2 separate regions of the Mus musculus genome follow, and region 1 is linked to region 2. A link is a contact called in public Hi-C data. All regions are on one chromosome and are shown on one strand. Each heading gives the region's core, a stretch centred on a gene start, on an enhancer-like site or on the middle of the called end of the contact. The rest is flanking DNA. Distances are from core to core; before and after follow the strand shown. Region 1 overlaps Myo1e (myosin IE). Region 2 holds the start of Gtf2a2 (general transcription factor II A, 2).

The links. Hi-C and Micro-C count contacts between places; a contact is called where the count stands out from the background.
Region 1: a Hi-C map of B cells shows a contact between it and region 2, with 6 read pairs. The contact joins the enhancer-like site here to the promoter of Gtf2a2 in region 2. A contact is called at or near these places in 4 of 39 promoter capture datasets (embryonic stem cells, liver, pre-B cells and 1 more), 4 of 484 Hi-C or Micro-C datasets (B cells, cerebral cortex, embryonic stem cells and 1 more), 6 of 115 datasets of contacts at active chromatin or transcription factors (the NIH/3T3 cell line, embryonic stem cells, large pre-B cells and 2 more) and 4 of 9 other capture datasets (adipose tissue, embryonic stem cells, liver and 1 more).

What each region holds. Positions count from the first base shown.
Region 1 is chr9:70,302,884-70,310,441 of GRCm38.p6, reverse strand. All of the region lies in intron 4 of Myo1e (myosin IE), which reads right to left. Among named protein-coding and RNA genes, the nearest start is that of Gm40531, 8.0 kb to the right of the region's middle. Within about 2 kb of position 5,336, at least 28 of the 459 cell types and tissues checked have an H3K27ac peak or open chromatin away from gene starts, as enhancers often do. A contact at or near this core is called in B cells, where this site is marked.
Region 2 is chr9:70,007,717-70,014,751 of GRCm38.p6, reverse strand. It overlaps Gtf2a2 (general transcription factor II A, 2), which reads right to left and starts at 2,204. Exons shown (of 5, transcript NM_001039519.2): 1 at 2,091-2,204. It overlaps Bnip2 (BCL2/adenovirus E1B interacting protein 2), which reads right to left. Exons shown (of 11, transcript NM_016787.4): 11 at 3,093-7,035.

The DNA.
Region 1 (7,558 bases), core at 4,087-6,586, 290 kb before region 2:
GTTGTCCACAGGTACTTTATCTACTGAACCACCTCCTCAACTCCAGATGGTCCAATTTTTGACAGCTCTTGAGTCATTACTGATATGTACCCATTTAAGCAAATCTGCCAGAAATACTATCTTACACACAGTTGGAACAAACACACAGCAGCCTGTGTTACTGTGATCAGAAGCCTAGATAACTTTTTTGAGAATGGAAAGCCACATCAAAAGAAGGTTCTGCACAGGCCTTTTCAACGATTCTGTTCAGATTCCTTTCCTAAAAGCCCCTGGGTCATGAGACTCACATTAGTGAGATGTGACTGCCTTTCTGTTGGGTACCTGGGAAGTTCTGAGACTGAGGAGAGAAGGAGCCCCTCTCAGACCTTGAAATCACACTAGAATATAAACCCTCAAATATGTTCTATGCATCAAAGTGCTGAAACACAGCCCTGCTGCCATGCTGAGCAGGTGATGGAGGAAATGTGCTAACATGCTGAGCAAAGGGTGCCTGAGATAACAGTTAACAGTGCTGCTTTCCCCCGATCCCAGGTACCCAGGGAGTTAATGCTATCAGACATACAGCATTTTCAAGTCTGCCAAGAAAGCGGCTCTGTGGCAAGGCTCACCTTGATCAACCCAATAAACAGGAAGGGTGAAGTGGAAATTTCTGGTTTCGTTGAGCCTGATGTTTAGTCTGAAGATCAAGTTTAAATCCTTAGTTGGCTCCTTGCTATATATAAAATTCCCTTTGATGTTAATAAAAGATAGTTCACATCATTTTTGAATAGCTTAGAGAGATATTTAATTCCTTATTAACCTTTCTTGTGTTCTTCTAACTTATTAGTTCCTGCTTTTAAAAAAATTTATGTTTTTATTGTATGTGTGTGAGCATTTGCCTGCATTTATGTGCTACATATAGGCCTGGTGTTCTTTTAGGCCAGAAAAAAACTGTTAGATCTCCTGGAACTGGAATTACAGACGGCGAGCCATCACGTGGGTTCTAGGAATCGAACTTGGGTCCTCTGCAAGAGCAGCCCCCGCTCTTTAACATCTGAGCCATCTTTCTAGCTCCCAGCAGTCTCTGAATTTTAAATGCAGCGCCAAAGGCTTGCATAAGTTATGTACCTGAAACAGAGGAACAAAACAGCATCCATTCCTAGGTCATCACAGCGATCTTTTCAAGGCACTGCTGGGCTACAACAGTTATTTACCAACTAAACCAACACAGGCTAGCTCAAAGCAGCAAAGAAAGGGTGCTCTGGAGTGGGGCAGCCCTTGCTCACATCACAGCGTGGCTATACCCCAAATGCAAGATGCTTCATCCGTTTCTTTATCTGAGACTCAGTTTCTTAATCTGTCAAAGAGGGATAAGATTACTAGATGGCCACATTGTTAAGAAGATTAAAAATTATATCATTAGGACTGGGAAGCGAGAGGATCAATCCCAGAACCCACAGAAAAAAAAGTCAGAACAAGACCAAATAAAAAACTGAGCTTGGTGGCGTGTGCCTGCAATCCGAGGGCTGGGGAAGTAGAAACGAGCTCACTGGCGAGCCAGCCTTGCCTACTGGTTGAGAGAGCTTGTTTCAAAAGAGACAAGGTGGACAGCATCTGAGGAAAGACACTTGAGATTGACCTCTGGCCTTCACATGCGCCTGTACATACCTGAGCACACGTATGCTCACACATACAGTTAGTGTGAATGGGATAACGTTAGGTTGGCAGCCCTGCTCGACTAAAGGAATCTTTAGAACCATACAAGCTACAAGATAAACGAAGAGAGCCCCAGATGCGGATCTCTGTTCTTCAAATCCACAGACGACGGCCATTCTCAGCCATCTTTCTTAGTCAGAGGCAGAAGCTGACAAGGCTCACCAGAGAGACAGTGAGCCTCAAACGTTGATGCTGCCGGAATAAACAAGACTTGCGTGGGCCACCAGAAACCCAGGGGAGCCTGGAAAAGGGTCCCAGTGATAATAATAAAAGGCTCTGGAAATACATCAAAGACAGGAAGGCAGCCTGAGCATCCAGGAGATGAGACGTTTGATGGTGTGGAAGCCAAGAGTGAAGCAGACACAGCGACATATTAGAGGCATCTCACCGTGGGGTTTTTGTTTGTTTTTGGTTGGTTGGTTTTTTTGTTTTGTTTTTTTTCCCTAACTTGTTATCACTGCAAATGCTAGTGAAGCCCAAATACAAAATATCTTTTCAAGCAGGTAGGTGAACAACCTCAGGTCCAGATTAGCAGCTAGCGCCTGCTCTTCTCATAAGCAACCTGTCAGCAATCCTTTCAAAATACGTCTTTGTTAAGTCTTCTGTCTTTTTTGTTTTGGAAACAGAGTCTCATTACACAGCCCAGCTTGACCCTGAACTAGTTATGTCTAGGCTAGCCTCAAATTCACATAGATCTGCCTTCCTCTGTCTCTAGAGGGCTGGAATTAAAGGCATGTGTGACCAGGTCTGCCCCAGCTGTATTAATTACTTTTAAAGGCCGGGAGAAGCAGGGTGGGTGAGGTGACTTAGTCTGGTAAATGCATCTGCTGCCAATCCCTGGGACCCATATGGTGGGAAAAGAGAGCTAATTCCTGGAAGTTGTCCTCTGTGCGGCACGTGCATGCATGGACCCCCTCCCCCGCAGACATGTACACAAAACAAATAAATTTAAAACGGGGTTGGTGGGAATATAACTCAGGTGGTAGAAAGCTTTTCCTAGAATGCCCTGGGTTTGATGCCAGGACCATGTGAATCAAGCACAATGATAGCACATGCCTGGAATCTAAGTGCTAGGGAGCTGGAGGCAGAAGCATCAGGAGTTTAAAGTCATCCTCAGCTTCATAGTGGGTTCGAAGCCAGGCTGGGCTCCATGAGACCTCCTGTCAAACAAGCAAACGGACAGAAAAAGCAGGACATACACGGAATGCATACATCATTAGGAAACTTGTTATTGGGTTCACTAAAGACAGACACCCTCGTCTTCAGAAAGCAAATACTTAAGGATATTTTTGAAAAGTGAAACTATAACAAATGTGATGTATGCTCTCGAATGGATATCTGAGTTCTTAAATATGCTAAGGTCACAAGGGCTCATGAGGCCCAGAGGGGCAGGAACTCGTGGTTGGTGTTAATGTGCCACGGAAATGTTCTCCAAGGTCTAATATGTCTCCACAGAGGCTAGGGGGCAAACTTCAGAACCCTATGTGGACACGCTGCCAAGAGCTAGTCTGGTGACGCAGAGGTGACAGGGAATGCTGTTAGAAACTTCCTGGTTCTTCTTCCCTTTTCAAAGCACACTACAAAGAGATGATCAAAAAGATTTACATAGCTGTCTCTGACATCCAAAAATATCCCAGATATGGTTTTAACACACACATCCAGACATGGGTTCTGGAGAATGGGTGATGTCTGAACCAAGTAGACATGGGCTGCTTGGTGACCAGGCTTGAGGGGGCCTCCTAAGCCTTCCGTTGCTCATGGCTGTGTTATGTGGAACCTTCCTGTAGTTGCCTGGAGCCCACACTAACTTGTCAGTTCCTGTGTTCCTTCTCAGGCTTATTAAATGTCATGCCTGCCATCTTAACTCAGTTCAGCCTCTCATCCCAGTACTTGGTTTCTGGATCCCTAAAGATCTCATCTTCTTTCCACTAATAAATGGTGTCATCTCTGTGAATGGTCTTTTGTGATTTCACAACCCTGTGCAGGCACCTTCAGGACATTACTTTACCTGGTAGCTCCCCAGTCTGCCATCTACAGAGGGACCCATCACCCAACCAACCAATTGTATACTACTGTACAGAAGCTATGTGGTTACAATGTAGAAACAGACCGTAGGGAAATTAAAAATGAGATGGATGACAGAGTGCTGGGCTCCACATGAACCCAGGGATAAAAAGAGACTACAGAATGGTCCAGGAGCATCTTCCTGATCTACAGGAAAACAAGATCAGAGCCGGGGGCTTGGTCAACTGTGAGGCTGCTAGCCAATGATGTGTGGCTTACAATAAAGAGTTTCAAAGTCAGGAAAACTCATGACTTCTTGGCTCCATCAATTTACTATCAGGAGAAGAAACTGAGACCTAGAGAGGAGCCTGGCGAGTTACTGAGGTTACAGGAGCTGTCTCAAAGCGAAGGAACCTGCATACTGAAGAATAAACTCAAGAGAGGTTGGGCATGTGGCCTCTGTATTTGGAGAATGAAGTCAAGCCCCCGACCCCCAACATTCTTCCTCTCAGGTCCCTCTTTGACTGCCTGGGGGGATGAGGCCACCAAACTGTCTAATGTGATTTGTGGCAGACACTTTGCAGCACACAGAGGAAGTAGAGGTTAAAGGCATGGACTGAGTCTAGAGGTAGGAGCCTGTAATCAAATAGGAGCCTTGTAGGCATATGGGATGAAGCCTGGATAAAAACTCTAGACCTTCGAGACTTAAGCAGGTATCCCTGACTGACCATAAGTAGCTGTCACACACACCCCTTTGGAGGGGCTCACACCATCCAGGCCTCTAAGAGTACACCTTCCATGACTGCAAGCCTTTGTGTCTGGACCCCCCCCCCCCCCACCTCATCTGATAATGCTGACTCTTCCATACAGCTTTGGATTCTGTCGCTACAATACAGCTGTAACCATAGGCACCAAGAGCAGTTCTCATGAATGTTTGAGCCTGGCAGGGAGAACTGACTATAGCCAGACAGAAGGGAGGGCCATCTTGTCAGGGGACAGGAGTCTTAGCCTAAATTTTGCCTCTTGGTTTTGCCATCTCCTAAATTAAAGTGTACCTCATCTAAATGGCCTCGAAGGTGGATCTTGGAAGGGGCCAGAGGTTCCGCATTGGGCACGTGAATCAAGATGGCGGGGGATCTGAGGGTGGAAGAGGCCTGAGCTGGTGCAACCACGGGCTCTTGAGTAACAAAGCCAACCTCTTCCTTCCCAGGAAACACTCAGAAGAGGAGCAGACTAAGAAAGGAGAAGAAACACCGGGATCTACCAGAAAACTCCTACCGAACTCTCTCATTAAATACAACGAAGGACCCTCCCCAATCCTGCCTCTCCAGTGACCTCAAATTGATGTCACACAGGAGCATTTCCTGTTACTCAAGCAAAATCATCACTCCCTAGGCATCCCCCTGAAAGGGTTTAACTGCATCTACCCTACCATTCGTATTTAACCCTCAGCTTCTAGAAGACAGTTGAAGGCACAAGCGCAGCATGAACACGTGGGATCAGTCAGACAAATCCAGAAGATGCCCCCCAGGAGAACTGGTGTGGTTTCTTAAAAGAACCTACGGCAAGGGGCTCTGGGGGCAGACCACAGGGCGAGCACGTGCATAGCCCGGGTAAGACGGGGTGGCCAGCAGCCAGCAGGAGCACGATGAACCAGAAAGCCAATGTCATAGGGGAAAAAATAAAGCTGGTCATAGGGGAACTGTGGCAAGATAAAAATAAATTCAGAATTCATAACCAATACAGCCACCCTCCCTCAATTTGCATAAACCACTAGGAAAGAACAAGTTTGCAACCACTGAGAGACTGAACACAGAGCTCTGGGCTTTAGAGACACTGGAGAATGGGGGAGAAGTGCTAGTTCCCTGGTTGGGATAATGGTCCCAGAGACACTAACACAAAGATTTTCTTTTACCTCCAGACACATGGAGTAAAATGTCATTGAATCTCACTTCATTGTGAAGCCCCAGGGACCTGCATTTACCTCAAAATGCTTCTCTTATCTTGCTTTACTGTTTTTATTTTGCTACCATGTAAATGTTTTAGAGGGTGGTAAGAGAAAACCAAATTCTGAGATCTTAAGTCAGGTGTGATGGTTTGCAGCTGTAATCTCACCACTTAGGAGCAGAGGCAGGAGTACTGGGGAGGCTTGACCCAGAGTGGGCTACACAGCAAGGCTCCTCCTCAAAGAAACAAAATAAGTCAATGATAAGTGTAACGTTCACAGTCTTAAACCATTAAAATTTAGAGTGTAAAGAACTCTAATGGCAGACAATCTTGACACATGAAGGGCATAGAGAATGTTAAATTAGCTGACTTTTAAAATCCAGTATTTGGGGGCTGGGGAGATGGCTCAGCAGTTAGGTGTACTTGCTGTTCTTGCAGAGAGCCTGGCTTCTATCCCCAGCACCCACTGTTTTCTCACAGCCATTGATAACTCCAGTCCAAGGGGATCCAATCCCCTCTTCTGGCCTCCATGGGGACCAGACACACAGAGGGTATATAGACATACATACAGGCAAAATACTCACACACACAAAATAAAAATGAATGGATCTTTAAACTGTGATATTTTGGCTGTTAATATTGGATATATAGACCAAAAGAACAAAAATAAATTTTAAAATGAATTCAGTATTGCTACCAATTGGCATGATTATTGTTGGTGTTATAATAATATTGCTATTATTTTAGATACATATATGTATGTAGATCTATACATATACAAATATAATGCATACAGTATAAGGCAAATAATTTTATTTACAATATCATTTTAGTAGCAGAGAGACAAATAATAGATATAAAAATCAAGTCAAAGATATTTTAAAATATGTACAATCTGCACATATGGTATACAAATATAGATTTCAAACAAAATACTCATACATGCAAATAATAATAATAATAAATTAAAACAAACAGCCCTCTATAACCTTAAAAGCTAGCTAGAAGTGACAGAATGAACCCATGCCTCATTGATTTTTTTTTAATTTTGATTCAAATTCCTTAGCTTTGTCCACTATGGAGGACAGAAACACTGACAGCTGGTGTCAGGATCAGTGGTGTCTAAAGATCATGTCTCATTCGACTGAACAAAGAGCCCCTTGGAGAAAGGGCCAGTTCCAGGTCTCGGGATGGCATAAATAAAATGAGCTTGGACCATGTGCCACAAGAAAATGATCCAAGAGGACCTGAGATGTGTCAAGGACACAGAGACCTGGACAAGGGGCCCTCACTGGCAGAAGGGAGATTATCTGAGACACCTAAGAGATGACTGCAGTGTAAACAGTAGGCTAGTTTAAATTCACTAGTTAGAGGTGATACTGAAAATAAATACATGCTACCTTCAGAGGTTGCCAGGGCAACAACTCATTACTTTGAAAAAGTGAGAAGAAACGACAATGAGTAGGCATTTTATCCAGTTTTCCCATAAAGATTATATTTTAAGATGAAATAAAAAACATGTCCAACTATCACATGTAAAAGAAATAACAGAATGAGAAAATAACTTTGAGGAATGGTCATAAGGATGAGAATCGGGAATGGATGGATTGATTGATACTCTGAACATCACACTGAGAGAGACTAACGGTAATGACGTTCATTGCATAACATGTTTTTGTAAAAAATGAATTTGCATCTGGCCATGCTTTGAGACATACTATCAATTTATACATGAGGTCATCAACACCAACTGTCAACTTGATAGGACCTAGAATCACCTAGGAGGACTCTGGCCATGCCCATGAAGAAGTTTCTAGGTTGGATTAATTAAGGCAAGAAGACCCACCCTGAATCCGGGCTTACCACCCCACAGCCTGGGGTCTTGAACTGAATAAAGAGAGAGAGCAAGCTG
Region 2 (7,035 bases), core at 955-3,454:
AAGGAAAGCCACTTTAGAATGGGTAAAGGTGAGAGGAGGGTAAGAAAAGCCACAGAAGTGTCAAAGTGTAAGGTTTGTGGAAATCTAGCAGGAAAGAGCGGCAGGTGAGGCTAAAGCAGAGGACAAGATGAGTTTGCCCCACAAGAGATCTGAAGGCAATGAAAAGCCCTTGAAACACTTCTGGCAAGAAAGGCAGAAAATCCAGCTTATGGGACCTGAAAAGGGTTAGAGGAATACAGACGTAACACATGTTTATTGACCTTGTAGTACTTATAGTCCAGAGATGGACAGGGGGAGATCTATTCAAACAATCATTATCAGATAAGACTTGGTGAGGCTGGAGAGGTGGCTCAACAGTTAAGAGCACTGGCAGCTCTTCCAGAGGACCCAGGTTTGATTCCAAGAACCCAAACGGCAGTTAGAAACCATCTGTAACTTCAGTTTCAGGGGATCTGACACCTCACACAGACATACATGCAGGCAAAACACAAATGCACATAAAATAAAAATAAATAAATATAACAACAACAACCACCAAACCCAAAACAATAAAACAAAACAAAAAAATCTTCCTGAATCCTAAGGAGCTCAGCTACAGGAAGGAGTATAACGAGATTTGGCAAAACTAGTGACCTGCCATCTTCAGATTACACTTGGTCAGCAACTGATCCAACAGAACATTCTGTGATCTGTTGTTTTCCGGTTCCAGCTCATGGAACTACTGTATTTCCTGTTTCCTTTGACAGTTCTTTCTCAGCTCTGACTTCCAGTTCCTGAATTACCTGCTTTCCCTGTTAGTTAGTCCATCTCAGCTTATGGTGTTAAATCCTATCTATGTGTTGATGACTTTGAAACTTGTAGCCTTCCCTCACTTCTCTCTTTGTACCCATATTCAGGATGTTCTACTCTACATCGAAACAATTATCAAATAGCTAAGACACTTCTCCTACAGCTAAGAGCAAATGCAGAGGACTCTTCTATGGGCCCTCAGAGTCATATAAACCATAAAGATGGTCCAATTCCTAGCAAATCTTGGAAGGGCAACTTTCAAAATGAATCCAGAAGCCAATCATTTCTCAACATCCCCATGATTATTTTATAATGCCAGGCCACTGACTCATGGTGTTCAAATTTTCTTTACTCTACACTTGTCCCTCACACTTTATAATTTGCAGCGGGGTTATCTTTTAAAAATATGGGCTAGAACATATTTTCCATCAGCTTCTATCAGGCCTGACGATCTGGCTACCCTCTATGTTTGGTTTGATCTATTTTCCACCTCCCTTTGCACTCTCAACTGCCCTGAGGATGACAGGCGTGGGACTGCCTTTGCGATGGCTGTTCTTTCTGCCTGTAATGTTCTTGCTCAGATATTAATTTGGCTAACACACAACTCCAATAGCTCCATTCAATTGCACCTAAACTGACCACCACATAGGAACTCCAACATCCATTATGAAACGTCTCCAAACCCTTCATCTCGCTAAAATTTTTTGATAGCACCGTCTGCCATCAAGTTACCTAACGGTCTTATGTTAACTTTCCGCATAAAATGTAAAGTCCACGAGGGCATGGATCTTTATTTTTGTTCACTTGATGTAACCTGCGGGCTGAGAACAGTACCGGATACTCGACGCGTGTCAAACAAAAACATTTAGCTCGTTCAAAGTAAACGCCAGTCAGTACGTGTGTATGGAGAAGGGGAGAAAAAGGTCAGAGAGACATAAACTTTAAAATAGGACAGGGGAGCCATGGCACGCTCCATTTGACATCTAAGCATTATTTGGAAAAGAGCTAACAGCGACTTCGACGTCTGCTGAAACGAGCTGGCTCGGCCATCTCCAATCTTTAAAGGTGGCGGCAACTGCAGAACTTCGGAATCCCCTCCTCACTGCAGAGCTGGAGCGCAGGCGCCGTGTGTGCCCGGCATCCGAGCGGGACGCCGGTCGCCTAAGCGCGGCCTGAGGAGAGCGGGAAGGCGGCTGCTCCCGCGCGGCTGCGTCTGTCTGGGGTCGCCTTCCGGCGGGCACAGCGCTCGGTACCGCCCGCCTCGCCGCGGCCTCCCCGCTCCCGGCCCCGCCGCCGCCTACCTGAGGGAAGGCGCTTCCGCCACGGCGGTAGCAGAGCCAGGTAGGGAGCCCGCTGCGACCACCTCCTCGGCCGCGGAAACCGCAGCCCTGTGCCAGTGACCCGGAAGTGCTCACGCGACCCGGAGGTGACGCCACAGGAGCCACTGCCGGCCCCCACCGCCGTTTCCGAGAAGGGGCGTGGTCTCTCCTGCTGGCGCTCGGGAAGCAAAAGGCAATGGGGCGACTGTCTGGCTTGTCAAAGTTTGTGGGACTGCAGTGTAGGGAAACCAGGGTTTGTGAGTCTTTCATCTTTTTCATTTGGAAGGTCTGCTGTATAAACTTCGTGACTGATACAAAAGCAAATACGTGGATATTCTGAGTTTCCAGAATTTCACATCCCTTTTCTTTTTAGCGGGGGTGCTTGGTTTTCTGCTTTCAAAACAGCAGCTATAGGTACTGCAGATGGCCAGTGAGCACATGAATTGTGACTTCGGATGCAAACACTCCAGGTCTGAGAGTGAAACATGTTCTCCTTTGTGCCATGCTGTAGGTTTTCCTTTTTAGCCTTTTAAAATCATATCCTTGCAACCCAAACTCATTAAATAATTTCCAAACTATGAAATACAGATCTGATTAAAGTTCAAATAGTGTTAAGATTGTAAACAGGCTGAACTTGTTATCAATTAAAAGAACCAGAGCAGGGTGTAGTGGCGCACACCTTTAAGTTAATCCCAGCACTCGGGAGGCAGAGGCAGGTGGATTTCTGAGTTCGAGGCCAGCCTGGTCTACAGGGTGAGTTCCCGGACAGCCAGGACTACACAGAGAAACCCTGTCTCGAAAAACCAAAAAAAAAAAAAAAAAAAAAAAAAAAAAAAAAAAAAAATAAATAAAATAAATAAATAAATAAATAAAAGAACCGGAAGCATCCACACTGCAGGATTGTAAAGGCCCGATGTTTGAAAGGCTTCACCGGAAAATTCAGTGTAAAAGTTAACGATTAAAGATGAAAACAAGGCACGAATGTATATTCCAACTAATTTATTCAAATGCATTAATGCTGCAGTAGCATGTGTAACAGATGAAGACACACCACTGTATTTGGAACCAGTCAAAGGAAGAGAAAAGGATATACTTTGCAGATCAATGGCTTCTCAGTGACAAAAACCAGAGGTGTATCCTGCAGAGAGAATCAGTCTCAATTCTCACTGAAATGACAATATTATCTAAGAACAGTGGAAAGGGCACAATAAGCGCATTCCGTCTAAATGACAGAATGTGAGCGTCCAATGAAAATCATTTGGAAGTATGAATCAAAGTGCAACAGTGTTTGATGAACTCCAAATTGTGTTCTATGTGAACAGAACCCCAAGGACTGTGCAAGCCAGCAGCCCTGAACATCAATATTTACTAGCTGGGTTCTCATGAGTAAACAATGAAGTAGCTGTTAGGACATTAACCTTTGGAAGTCTATATACAAAGGTACCATGGAGTAACTGACAGCTACCAAGTTCTCTTGTCAAACTAGATATGCAAATACACAATTTCAAATTCCAAGTTTCAATTGTTGTAGGAAATCTTAAGACAACTATCTGAAATAGCTTCTATCATTTTTTTAAAACTAATTTTCATACCCCCACTCCCAAACCCAGGGCAGGTCTCACTCTGTACACCCACCTAGGTTGTCCTGGAACTTGCTAAGTAATCCAGACTGGCCCCAAACTCCCAATCCTCCTGCCTTAGCCTCCAGTGCGGGAATTACATGTACATATCACCATAGTAAGTCCCAAAACAACTGGTTTTCATCTGGTGCTTGATTTCAAATGCTGTATGTGAATTTCTCAAAGCATTTTACATTTGGTTCCACACCATTACATATTATATATAATAGCAACAAACTGCCGTATTCAAATTATAGTTACTTCTAACAGTTCCACATCCTGTTTTGTTTCAGTTACCATTTAGAACTTAAAAGCTCCTACTGGTCTTCTGCTGACCTGATTCCAAATTCATTTAGGATCTCAGAAAGGGAGCAGAAAGTAAAGGGCTCCTCTGACAGGTCATTTGTACTAGCTTAGAATACTGGGCCCAGTTCTTGATGGTCTTAGCAATGCCCACTACACAATTCCCATTCCCTAGTACAAAGCAAACTCTCATTAGCACAACTGTTTGCCTGTATATAGATTTTTCTTATTCCAGTCCTCTGAGATATGACTGATCAATTTCTGCCTCCAAAGTGCTGGGGGATAAAGGGTGTGTACCACCGCCATCTAGCAAAAATTTTTTACTTAAAATACAGGACAAAGAATGCCAAAGCTACTGTCACCTTTCATGTGAGCTACCAATTCAATCAAGAAACTGGCTTGCTCTACTCCATGTGTCATAGTGCTAATTCCTAGAACGTCTGCATGAGATCATCCAAGTTCCCTGAGCATTCACATACATGGCTGCAGGAACATGACACAAGTTCTCTGGAAGAATACTGTCAAGGAGCTGGTGGCACTAAGGCATGACACTTAGCACAGTAGCTAACACTGTTTACCAGCCGTGAAGGGTTGGTATCAGTCTCCACCTGGCCACTCTCGCTGCTACGGTACAGACCTGCTCCTGTCTGAAGATGCAGAGGACAGGAGAATATCATTACCACGGCCATCAGCAGTTTCCTTGTCAAGCCACACCATACGTGATCTGTTTCCTTGTGGATACAGGAAATGGGACCACTGGCTGCCATACAGAGTATGTCCCTTAAGAGGACACTTTTAGGGCATGTTTGTGATAACCAAGACTTTCTTTGAAAGGGCCCATTTTCTTACTTATCTTCTAACTGCTTAGCACCACACTTCCTGGCACCTCTTGCCTCCTGGCGTGAAAGGCTTCAGTGTGAGGTGAAGACCGCACAGCTTCCCTTGGTGCTTTTTCAGGGACACAAGCAGAACAGAGTCACATTATTTTCTAAGAAAAACTTGATAAAAAGGGGACAATCAGAGCCAAAGTATAACAGAGATGGTAACAAAAACATGGAACTAAACCTGGCAAGCTTATCCATAACTCCTGCAAAAACATCAAAGAATTATTTCTGCATTTTCACCTCAATTAGTAATGAAAATTAAAATACAATGTGGAAACATGTTATATTACACCAATTAAAAATCAACTTAATGTGGCTTTCCTCTACCCTACTATTTATCACCAACTGTACTTACATTTACTGTGGGCCCATCTCTATACCACATCCATTCAAGTGCAGGTTAAAGCAGTTAACCCTTCTTCAGCCAAGGGCTTGCTATGTAGACCAGATGGGCCTCAAACTTAGAATTCTCCTGTTTCAGACTCCCTAGTGCATGGTATAGGTCATGATGCTTGGCTGTTCCTTGTGAATTTTATTCATTTTTTAAAAAAGATTTTGTGTGTGTGTATGGTATGTATGCATGCATGCATGCATGTATGTATGTGCAAATGCCCAGAGGCCAGAGACTGCAGCAGTCCCCTGGAGCTTGAATTATAGGCGGCCATGAGCTGCCTGCCCTCAGTGCTGGGAACTAAACTTGGAAGTGTTCTTACAACTGCTGAGGCAGTTCTCCATGTTTGAACTGAATATAGGCTACTTCTACTTTTTAAAAATTTACAAACCAAACCCAACCCAAAACAAACAAAAAACCCAAACCCCAAACCAACCACTTCTGCAAAAAGTAAAACACAGTAAAAAGCTGAAGCTATTGTCTGTATTTTGAAACTGATGATCTAAGTACTTAATGTGGAAGAAAACCAAAGACAAGCTCAGTCCATTCTGAGACAGAAACAGGTGAGAGGCTCAAAAAGACATTCTACAAGCTACTCATGACTGGGGTAAGTTCAGAAGGGTATCTATGCAGCTATGTAGGCCACACTGACCTTAAACTCACAGAGCTCTGTCAGCCTGTTCCTCCTAAATTTTGGAATTAAAGACAGATACCACCACACCTGGTGCTATATAGTTATTCTTGGTTTCCTTCACCTACACAAGTAAAATGGTTTTGGCTCAGCGTACTACAATAACACTAGTGCTGGATCTAGGCTGAGAGGTTGTGGAGAAATGTTTTACCCAGAAAGTCTTCCAGCTTGATCATAACTGGTTTTAACCTAGCAGGTCAAATATATGCCTGAGAAGGACAAAGAAGTAAAGAAAAATTCTCTTTTGCAATAGAAACTTAACCCTAAACACTGACAGTGGTGAAGGTCATGTGCTACGTGTGGGAGAAAATGACCTAAGCTTAGCTCACACCTGCTTCAATGTTGTTTTGCTAGATCACTTTTGTAAACCGCTCATATGAAGGGCTGGGTGTCATGAAGCTGATATGCACTAAATATGTATACACCAGAGAAGTCCATGACACAAGACTGGACAAATTCATTGTTTTAGAATGATTTTGAAGGTAATTAAGACCCTGCTTGGAGGCACAAATAATATTTATTTCAATGTTCAGTCAAGGTACGTAACCACATGAAATGAAGGCTTACAGACAGCAAATGTTGTCCTGAGTGCACGGCAGCAGCACTTCAATCCTTACAGAATCGACCCAGTACAGCACTGTACACCACCCAACAGCAACGTCTGCGTAGGCCAAACCCCACTGTGCTCCAACAGCCGACGAGGAAACGAGGAAGTCCTCTGGTAAAGTGCCCCACTGGGAGAGCACTGCAATGGCATTCCATCTGCTCTACAGACGCAGCTGATCATGAATACTCATCGGAGCCTCTGCAACCCCTCACAGCTTCACACACATGGCACAACTCATGTCACATTACTGAACACATCTTAAGAGCTTTCTTTCTTTCTTTTTTAAACAGTCCTGACTTTGGGTAAAGTAAAATGTCCCTTATATACAAATATATAAACCCTAACTACTAGCTTTTCAAAATCTCTAGTTCTGGTTCTAACACATCTTTAGAGAGGAAAGCAAGTTGTTCACTCACCTGCCCTTCCACCACA